2 separate regions of the Mus musculus genome follow, and region 1 is linked to region 2. A link is a contact called in public HiChIP or PLAC-seq data. All regions are on one chromosome and are shown on one strand. The core of a region is the stretch at or near the end of the contact, and the rest is flanking DNA. Distances in the headings are between cores, read along the strand shown. Region 1 overlaps Gm39145 (a long non-coding RNA gene). Region 2 overlaps Nsd3 (nuclear receptor binding SET domain protein 3).

The links. HiChIP or PLAC-seq counts read pairs in DNA pulled down with a chosen protein or histone mark.
Region 1: a contact with region 2 is called in an H3K27ac HiChIP or PLAC-seq map of double positive thymocytes, with 6 times the contacts expected there. The contact joins two enhancer-like sites. A contact is called at or near these places in 3 of 15 datasets of contacts at CTCF or cohesin (the NIH/3T3 cell line, embryonic stem cells and large pre-B cells), 17 of 484 Hi-C or Micro-C datasets (the 3T3-L1 cell line, 3T3-L1-derived adipocytes, the C2C12 cell line and 9 more), 20 of 115 datasets of contacts at active chromatin or transcription factors (CD8 T cells, the NIH/3T3 cell line, T-cell acute lymphoblastic leukemia and 14 more) and 2 of 9 other capture datasets (adipose tissue and embryonic stem cells).

The regions. Positions count from the first base shown.
Region 1 is chr8:25,271,549-25,276,544 of GRCm38.p6, forward strand. It overlaps Gm39145 (a long non-coding RNA gene), which reads left to right. Exons shown (of 3, transcript XR_001778746.1): 2 at 2,893-3,035. Among named protein-coding and RNA genes, the nearest start is that of Gm39145, 3.0 kb to the left of the region's middle. Within about 2 kb of position 2,978, at least 233 of the 459 cell types and tissues checked have an H3K27ac peak or open chromatin away from gene starts, as enhancers often do. A contact at or near this core is called in T-cell acute lymphoblastic leukemia and double positive thymocytes, where this site is marked.
Region 2 is chr8:25,687,011-25,692,222 of GRCm38.p6, forward strand. It overlaps Nsd3 (nuclear receptor binding SET domain protein 3), which reads left to right. Exons shown (of 23, transcript NM_001081269.2): 14 at 4,005-4,151. Among named protein-coding and RNA genes, the nearest start is that of Plpp5, 30 kb to the right of the region's middle. Within about 2 kb of position 3,886, at least 13 of the 459 cell types and tissues checked have an H3K27ac peak or open chromatin away from gene starts, as enhancers often do. A contact at or near this core is called in T-cell acute lymphoblastic leukemia and double positive thymocytes, where this site is marked.

The DNA of each region.
Region 1 (4,996 bases), core at 1,728-4,227, 420 kb before region 2:
TGTGGGGTGATACATGCCCGTAATCCCGGTTTGGAAGGGGACGGGGGAGGGAGGGTATTCATTTTGAAATTCAGATCCTCAGAGTCCCTCTGTGTTACCCATTGACTGAGACTTCAAGGTCAGAAGGAGCTCAGCAAAGAGTTGAGCTATTCTGTGAGAACACTGTAGCAACAGTTGACTGACTGCTTGATGGGACATGGGTGACAAGCCCCAGTGAGCCCTGCAAACTGGATAAGGCTCTGAGCAGGCACTATAGGAAAATTTCTGCTGTCTCATTAACTTCCCCCCTATTATCAGAAACTCACACGCTTGTACAAAGCCAAATTTCTATTTCAAGTATCTATCTATAGCTATATGTCTGTCTGTCTGTCTATGGGACCTTCGTATCTATGGGTTCCATATATAAGGATCCAAACAAATGCTGGTGGTAAGACCATTTTCCATCTCTATGGATCATGTTATGGTCTTTGTGCGTCATAATCTCCTAAACAAGGCAGTCTAACAATTAGACTCAGCATTCGCTCTGTATTAGGGACCTTAAGTGCAGATGATTTGAAGCACATGGAGGGATAAGCATAGACTAGATGCAACCCTGGTCTGAGCATCTGCAGTCTGGCCATCTCTGGGGAAGTCCTAGAAACAATGCCACAGATGCTGGAGATGGCTGCAAACTCAGCCACACGAACCAACAGCATAGAAAGCAGGCTTTCCTTTCCCTGTCACAGACACTCAATCTACCCGAGAGCCCTGTCAACTCCTCCCTCAGACGAAGTCTCATCATCACCCCTCAAAGAAAACAGATCATACCTGGTATTTCATCAGAGCCAAAGCAAGAGGCCTCCAGTGGGCCCAATTTCTGTTCCTGCTTTCAGTCATACAGCAAGCAGAACAACCCACCTTCTGTAGTTTAAACCCCAATGGCTTCCCAGTGTTAGTGTGGGATCCTTCAAACATCCCATGGCAGCTAGACTTGCCTACGCCCTCTAGCCTTGCCTGCCACAATACGCCCAGTTCCTTGATGCTTCTTTGTCTTCAAGAAGGAAATCCTTGTTTTTCCTCTCAGGTCTTTGGGGACCTTAACCAATGGTACAGATTGGTCATATATACCACGCACGTCTCCAGGAACTCAAGCAAACAACAAAAAGACACTAAAAAACTGTTACATAAAATATGTCCTCTGTTCCTAACCATGACAAATTCTTCCTAATGACAAAACTGAAAAGCCTGTGCTCAACACATGTGAGCAAAATAGAACAACTGAATCCAATTATTACTGTGCATGTCTGAGTGTTCTGGGTTTTTGTTAGTGAAACTTGAATAGGAACTTAAACAGAGACATGCATTATTTATAACAAAGTATACATTTATTGTACAGAGATACTTTCAATTAAGAAAAATCACGACTATGGTCACCATCAAGTAATTTACGTTCTATTAAGGTGAGCTATAAGGAAGGGTTTTAAATGCTATTGTCTCAACGTGTACAGAACTTAAGCATATTATTACTTAAAATATAACAACTGTAAATTAGAAGTTAAAATGGTTTTTATGTATGTTTTCAAAAGAAGTTACTTTATTCAAGTGTTCAATATTATTTATTTTTTGTGATTAAAAAATCTTTATTTATTTTAATTTTATAGATATATGTGTTTTGTCTACATGTAATCCTGTGTACAACATGTGCACCTGATGACCACAGGGGCTAGAAGAGGACATCAAAGCTTTTAGATCTGGAGTTATAGAGAGTTGGCCACCATATGGGTGCTGGGTGCTGGGTGCTGGGTGCTGGGTGCTGGACCCAGGTCCTCTGCAGGAGCAGCCAGTCCTCTCCAGACCAACATTTAGACTCTTCATGGGCTGCCTCCAGATTCAAGTGGTGCATCAGCAAAGCCAGGCCCTCTCAGCACTCTACAAACCAATCCGAATCCCTTTCAAAATTATTTATAATTACATAAATTCATATTCAATGTGTGGTGTGAATTTTTATAATGATTATTTGAAAAAACAATTTGAAAATTCAACTAAATTATATTTTAAAACTTGAGGATTCAACTAAATTATATAAAACAGTTCCTTTTTTAAAAAAGGGGATTTATTTATTTTATTTATATGAGTATACTGTAGCTGTCTTCAGACACACCAGACGAGTGCATTGGATTACATTACAGATGGTTGTGAGCCACCATGTGGTTGCTGGGAATTGAACTCTGGACTTTGGAAGAGCAGCAGTCAGTGAGTGCTCTTAACCTCTGAGCCATCTCTCCAGCCCTATAAAACAGTTCTTTTGTGTTTTTGTTGTTTGCTTGTTTGTTTTTCCTAAGAATTGAACCTGGGCCTCATTTATGCTACATATATACTAATTTAAGCTACATCCCTTAATGTCCTCAGCTTTAGTGTTCTGTAACCATCTGGCTCTTGGGGGGCTGTTTGGTTGTTTGGTTGGTTTTGGTTTGGCTTTAGTTTTGGTTTTAGTTTTTCGAGACAGAGTTTCTCTGTGTAGTACTGGAACCTACTTTGTAGACCAGGCTAGCCTCAAGCTCAGACATCTTGCCTCTGCCTCCCCAGTGCCTGGACCAAACGTCTGCATAGACCACCATTACCCAGTTCCAGATGGCCGAGAAGATAAAGGATTGACGTGTTTCAAGTATTCGACCGGTTACAAATTGTTTCAAAACGTTCCTCATTCTGTGTACGTGGCTGCAGATACTCCTTTAACCCCTGGGCATCTGCGGAGCGTGAACAGGGAGGATGGCCAGAACTCCAGGACATCACCCTTTGTTCAGCCCACTGCATAGATGTTATCTGAGAAGGAGCCCTGGGTGCATTAATCTGTTTGTCCTCTTACCCAAGCGCGTCAGCCATGTGACCCTGTGTTTGTCTCAACTTTGGCAGACCACAACCCACAACAGTGACGCATGCGGATGAGGTGGTAGAGAAGCATCTGCCTGGAGTCTGAACAAGATGAGTAAACACCGATGCCTGTGAGCCTCCGAATCCCACGGCCCAGGGTGTGGCCTCTATGGCCTTGGCCAAAGGTAACTCAGTAAGGTCAGCCTCTCCTCTCGCCAAGGACTTCTTTGCTGCCAGACCTTCCGAGCCTACTCAGAACACCTGAGAATGATGCCCACCTCCCCACCCCCAATTGTCTGTATCCTGTGGCTTTCTGTGTGGTTTAAAACAGTCAGCCCACCCTGTATCTCATTAGGGTTTGTTTTGAAGCAGGATCTCAAACTAGAGACCCTTCTGGCTCCCAGCACGAGGTGTCAGGACCACAGGCAGGAGCTACTGTAGACGTGCCAGTGTGTATTATGCACCGCTCGCTCCTACCTTTCTTTACCCGCCACACTTTCTGCCATATTCACAGGGTGTTAGGAGCCTTTTGGCAATGATCAGACACTCGTGACCATAACATTTCAGGGCTGCAAATGACCCAGGCCTTTGTGCTTGCTCACTGCCTACTCCCTCGAGAGGTCCCGAGGACCACTGATGCAGAGGTGCCTCATTAGTCACTGGGAGCCAGTAGACCAGCTGGAACTGAAAACAGACTCTTCCAAGAAAAGCCTGGGTTTTCCCCTTAGGCGTGCTGGGGTGCAGAGGAGGCCCACAGGACCTAGCGACCGCCTTAGCATTCCAGCCCGCTGGACAGGCACGCATTTCTTCCTCAAGAGGGCGCCGGCTGCCTGCGTCTAAGCTGTTGGCAAATGGATTCAGAGGACGGGAGTGACCTCTGGCCCAAGCACAGGGTTTCAAAAGCACCGGGGACATTCCAGCCACATCAAGATTGGGATACCAGTTCCGTAGATCCCATAAGTTCCGTGTTTCTGGACAGTTGAGGACTCTTTGCTTTAGCATCTTTCAGGAAGTTGAGACCTTTTCAGCCTCTGCGCGGTCGGCGTTTTGGACTTAGATGAGGAGGGGATCCTTTTCGGAGGAGCACAGCAGCCTCGCCCTGCACCCCGACAAGGACGTGCCAGGGCTCACCCCGCCTCTCCTTCAACGCTAGGATGGGTGGAGATCCGTCGTCCAGTGATGTAAGGGAGACTCTTGTGGCCCTCAAAAACTCGGAAACCAAGCTGGAAGGCTATTTCTGAGCATACCCCAGACCCAAGACAGAATTCGTGAATGTTCTACACAGGATATCACGATTTCTGTCCTGTAAACTTTTCTTCCAGGGAATTTTTTTTTCTCTTATTTGTTTTATCATCTCCAAATGGTGATCGTTTGAGAATTATGTGGTGTTTATCCTCCTGGCTATAAACTCTAAACCAGTGCAGGGGCTCCACCCCCCACTCCACCCCCCCCAGCCTGCATAGTTCCTATTTCTCAGGAGCCATTTATCTCCCTTTTATTGTTGTTTTCTTCATTGGCTTCCCCCTCAGCCAGACAGGCTTAATAACTGGCAGTCATCACGTACAGCAGAGTGGTGGCAGCCACCCCCGCAAAGGGGACCCAGTCGTTTCCCAGAGCCAGAATGCTCTGTAGCCACGGCCTCTATTGTTTTCTTAGCAGACTCCGGTTTTGTTTCTTGGCTCTCCTTGAATGAAGAAACTCTTAAAACATCATGTGTCTGCCTTGCTTTGTGTAGGAAAGCGCCGTAAACAGGAAGTCTACACACACACACACCCCTCCCAAAATAAAAGTGACCAGGCAATTAGGGCTTCTAGCATGACTTAACCCCCACTGCCCAGGCACCTTGGGGGGAAAGCTGGACTCCATTAATCAGGCCAAAGCACAGCTACAGGGAGGCCTGCCGGCAGCCAGAGAGGAGAGTGGGTGCCAAAGATCTGCCAAGAGAGGAAGAACAATATGGCCCACAGGCCTGCGTGAAAACCATCTCAGCCAAGTTGCAAAGAACGCATGACAATCTTTTGCATTGTCCTAGAGTGGCCTGAGAGGCCTCACTGGGAGCAGAGAGCTCAGTTGCCTAGCATTCCAGCCCTGGCACTTGGCTGCTTCTGCTGTTTTCAGGGCTGATTTGTAGTATGGGTACTGAGAC
Region 2 (5,212 bases), core at 2,636-5,135:
GCTTTGAAGCCAGCAGGAGTTCAACCAAAGTATTCACTTCCACACTGTTAATGGTGACAGACAAGATCCAGAGGGGGTCAGCTAGGCAAATGATAAGTAAAAATGTGTCCCCACTTTCTGTTACAGAATAGAGTGGTGATCAGAGAGGACCTGAATTCAGGTGTGTGTGTGTATGTGCATGTGCGCAGTGGCCACCAGGCCATAAGAGATCATCAGACCCCCTGGAACCAGAGTTAAAGGTGGTCATGAGCTGTCATTTGGGTGCTGGGTATCAAGCCTGGGTCCTCTGTGACAAAGCAAGTGGTCGTAGCATCAGGCACCTCTCCAGCCCCAGCCTGTTGACTTATAAACGTAATCCATATGTTTAGAGGCCCTCAGACAGGCCGTGACAGCATGCAGCCCTGGTTGCTTAGCTGCTTTTTCTCGGTCTGCCTCTTCCAGACCCTTTTAACTGCTATGTTAGCCAAGTCCAGTCCAGTTTAGTCAGTATTTTAACCAATATTTTTGTGCTGTGTTTCATTTAATAATTGATCTTTGTTTTATTTGTTTTCCAAGACAGGGTCTGATTCTGTAGCACTCACTCTGTAGACCAGCTGGCCTCTGCTCCCAAGGGTGGGCTTAAAGGCGGGCACCGTTATACTTAGCGATTTTCCTGGGTTGTTTTTTTTTTTTTTTTTTTCTTTCTTTTAAATTGGTTGCTCTTTAAAACTGTTTTCAATTTAGGACAGGTAGAAAATGTACAGTTACAGGGACGTTTGCCATTTCATGAGATGAAATGGATGCTCATGAACTAGAAGCTTAAGAATAATATCCATGGGACAGAGCCCCTCCATTCAGAATTAGAATCTATGACTCATCTGTCTGTATTTTATCTAAATACCATGCAATGAACTCCCGCATATTTTAACTGTATAGCAAATGAACTTTGTATTAGAAGAGAACTTCATTTTCTTTCATAGCATTTTGCAAAAATTCAGTCTAAACATACCAGATGTTTCAGATTTGAGAAGATTTAAATCAGAGTCTTTTAAAGTACAAGCATGGAAGCCAGGGGTGGTGGCAAACATCTTTAATCCCAGCATTTAGAAAGCAGAGGCTGGCAGATCTCTGATTTCTAAGGCAGCCTAGTCTACAGAGTGAGTTATGGGACAGCCAGTACTACATGAGATCCTATCTCAAACAAGCCAAAAAGAAAAAAAAAAGCTATAAACATGTAATCTTTTAAACATTAAGAACACCTATTTTTAAATAGACTGACTATAGTAAATCTATATGACCAAAAAATAAAACCTACTTTAATAAAATATGTTTTAGAATTAGAAAATATTGCTTATTTTCTATTTCTAACCTTATTAAGAATGTTTCTAATCCCATAAAGGATTTTTTTTTCTTAGTTCCTGGTTATTGGATATTTAAAATCATTAATCCTGGGCCATTGAGATGGCTCCATGGGTAAAGGCTTGGTGCCGAGCTTGGCAGTCTGACATTGGATGCCAGGGATGCAGGGCTGCACTCAGTGGAAGGAGAGAGCCTGCCCCTATTATCGTTATCTCCTGGCCACTGTTTGCATGCCTTTATAACACACGTGGTTCATTAACTAAGAAATGAAGTCATAAAGCTGGTTCTAAGCACTGGAAGGCCTAGAAACATCTTCAGAGGTTTTACCTGCATCCCCAGCCAACCTGAAACACCACAGAAAATAGTGAGATGTCTTTCAGCGCAATTTATATTCCTTAAACTTTCATGCTTCTTGAGTACTATATAAAAGAAAGAACTTAACGTCCTAAGTCTTACTTTGTAATGGAAATGATAGGTTAGGTTATCTTTTTATTTTAATAGTGGTAATAGAAGTTTCTTTTGCATATGCATATAGCACACTCTAATAGACAATTTGAAATAATCGCCACCGTTGCTGTAGGAGTCGTCTTTCCTGGTCTGTGTGAGCAAGAACACTAAAACCCAGGCTGAGTTATTTTCCTAATGACACAGACTGGCGAGTGGGGAGATTCTACTTGACCTTCTTCATTTTTGCTTTTTATAATCATGTGGTAGAATTTATAACAAATGTATAGTAGAGTTTTAAAATATATTTTATTTACAGATAGATAACTTTACGGATAGTTTAAATAGCTAATAAGCCACTCAAAGCCTTTTATTTTATTCTCTCATAAATTACATCTCATTCACAGTTTTCCCTCCCTCCCTCTTCACCTTCCAGGCCCTCCTCCCTCTCTCTCTCCTCCAGATCCATTCCTCCTTTTCCCTTCAGAAAGTTGCAGGCCTCTCAGGGATATCAACCACACATGACATATCAAGTTGCAGTAAGACTAGGTACCTCCCCTCATATTAAGGCTGCACGAAGCGACACAGTAGGAGGACAAGGGTCCCAAAAGTAGGCAAAGGGTCACTGTTAGGAGTCCTACAAGAAGACCAAGCTATACAACTGTAACATACATACATACATACATACATACATACATACATACAGGCATGCGTGCGTAATTGTCAGTTTAGTGTCTGGGAGTCCCTGGGAGCCCTGGTAGTTGATTCAGTGGATAGTTTTCTTGTGATGTCCTTGACCTCTCTGGCGCCTACACTCAGCCTTCCCCATCTTCCATGGGGTTCCCTGAGCTGCACTTAGCGTCTGGCTCTGGGTCTCTACATCTGCTCCCATCAGTTGTTGGACGAAGCCTCTCTGATGACAATTATTCTAGGACTTGTTTTTCTTGTTCTAGGTCTCCAGGCTGCCCAGCCTCTGGCTCCTGGTCCTCCAGGCAGTGTCCATCATGGCCTCCCTCTCTTGGCGTGGGTCTCAAGTTGGACCAGTCATTGGTTGGCCACTTCAACAATTTCTGCGCCAGACTTTTCTCATTTTAAAAATCTCTTTTCATTCATTCATTTTTTAAATACCACCTCTTTTTACTAAATGAATAAAATATTTTGACATTACATAACTTTTCTTAACAAGATTCCTGTGTGAGTGGCAGTGTTGAATTCCATTCTGTCACTTTGTTCAGACCTATCATCTGTCCATCTGTCCTTCCATCCTTCCTTCTTTCCTTCTTCCTTCTTTCCTTCTTCCCTTCTTTCCATCCTTCCCCTTCCCCCCTCCTCCTCTCCCCTCCCCTTCCCCCTCCTCCTCTCCCCCTTCCCCTCCCCTTCCCCCTCCTCCTCTCACCCTTCCCCTCCCCTTCCCCCTCCTCCTCTCCCCCTTCCCCTCCCCTTCCCCCTCCCCCTTCCGCCCCCCTCCCCTTCCTTCTCTTCCCCTCCTTCCCCTTCCTCCCCTTCTTCCCCTTCCCCTTCTTCCCCTTCTTCCCCTTCCTTCCTTCCTTCCTTCCTTCCTTCCTTCCTTCCTTCCTTCCTATTTGTTTTTCAAGACAGGGTTTCTCTGTGTAACAGAGCCCTGGATGTACTGGACTTGCTTGGATTCACCTGCCTCTGCCTCCCAAGAACTGGGACTAAAGGTGTGCATCACCATGCCCAGTCTAGTTTAGACATTTCTTGACCCCATCTCAGTGCAGAGCAGCATCAAATGCAGATTGCACCCAAAGGAAAAGTGAGCGGTGATCCTCCCAAACCACAACTCTTCCTTCTCAGAGTGGTCCCTGTGTGACACTGTCGTGACTTACAGACTAATAACCAATGGAGTAATTAACACTAAAACAGCAGCGCCCTGGGCAGACAGTGGATTGTGCATTGTGGATGTACCTGGAGGTATTGGGGCCAGTGCTACAGTGAATCTTGTGTTTCCTTCCAAATAGGACAGATGGATATGTAGGCGGGTCATAGTAGCTTTTTAGAACATTTAAGGTGGTAAGCACTTCCTGTGACAGCATAAAGAGATCTAAACTGGTTTGCACTCCCTGGGGGAAGTCAGGGAAGTAGGGCTGCCTCACTCCCATTGCCAACTGTAAGGCGTGGTCACATAGAGGTGCTGAGTTTTCCCCTCATGGAATCATGGGTAGTTTCATGGCAGCTCATCTCTTTCTGTTTGTTTCATATAGGGCTGATAGTTCAGGACCATTCAGACCCCATGTTCAGTTCCTATGCCTATAAATCCCACTACCTACTGAGTGAATCAAACCGTGCTGAGTTGATGAAATTACCTATGATTCCTTCTTCGTCAGCTTCCAAAAAGAGATGTGAGAAAGGTAATCGTGACTAAATAGTTTATCTCGTGTTTAATCTCTGCATTTTCCGTTTCTCTCTTTAAGTGGAGGGGGGTAGGGGGTATGCCTGCCAAGCACTGCCTGTTGCTTTTGGTAGGTCCTGCCTTTGTGGTTATGACTCTGTCTTCATATGGCTATGGAATTACTAAAAAGGCTTAAAACAATTCTATCATCACAGATTTTTATTTTTCTCCCTGAATCAATTCTCAGCATTCAAAGATGTAACAATCACGGTTCATTCCTAATATACCATGTATGCATATCAAAAAATAGGTTTTTATTAGTGTTTTAAAATACAAGGTTTTTAAAATACAAAGACTAGAATTTTATATAACATAAAAGACTTCCTCATTTGTTTGAGGTAGAACTGTCATTCATGTTAAACTAGAATAGCCACGATACAGTTTTTTTCTCCTCGTAAGCTAAGCAACCAGAAAGGCCACTTAAAAAAGAATGACAAGCAGATACTGGAAAAGATTGTTTCTAGAACATCTTCTATGATTTTATTTCTTAAATATTTAGTTAAGATGCAATGAAAACAAATGCCCTTCCCGTAGGAGGGAAGCTGGGGTTCAGGGCTACCCCAAATACTGGAGGGTGAAAGGTAGCCCAGCCAGAGGACTGATGAATAGTTTATTCATAAAGAAATGAGCTAAATTTATGTTCACATTCTCTCAAGCAGTGTCATTCCTGAAAGAAAACTCTTAGCCGTGCTTAACTTGCCATAGCCTGCTTGCAATAAGGGGAAAGTGGCTTCATGTTTGATTTGGGGGATTATTATCTCAGAGGAAGCGTCAGTGAGCTTAGAAGGTATGGATAGACCTTTTGCTCAATATATTCTTATTATAGTCCAAGTTCAGAACTGATAAAGAAAAAAAAAATCACCGTTCATTCCTAATGTACCATGTATGCATATCAAAAAATAGGTTTTTATTAGTATTTGTTATCTGTGCGGCCTCTTTGATCTGTCCTTGCTCTTGTTGGCCCAAGTAGCAACTAATAGAAGCGCTATCTGGCAAGGTGACTAGAGCCACCAGGAGTCC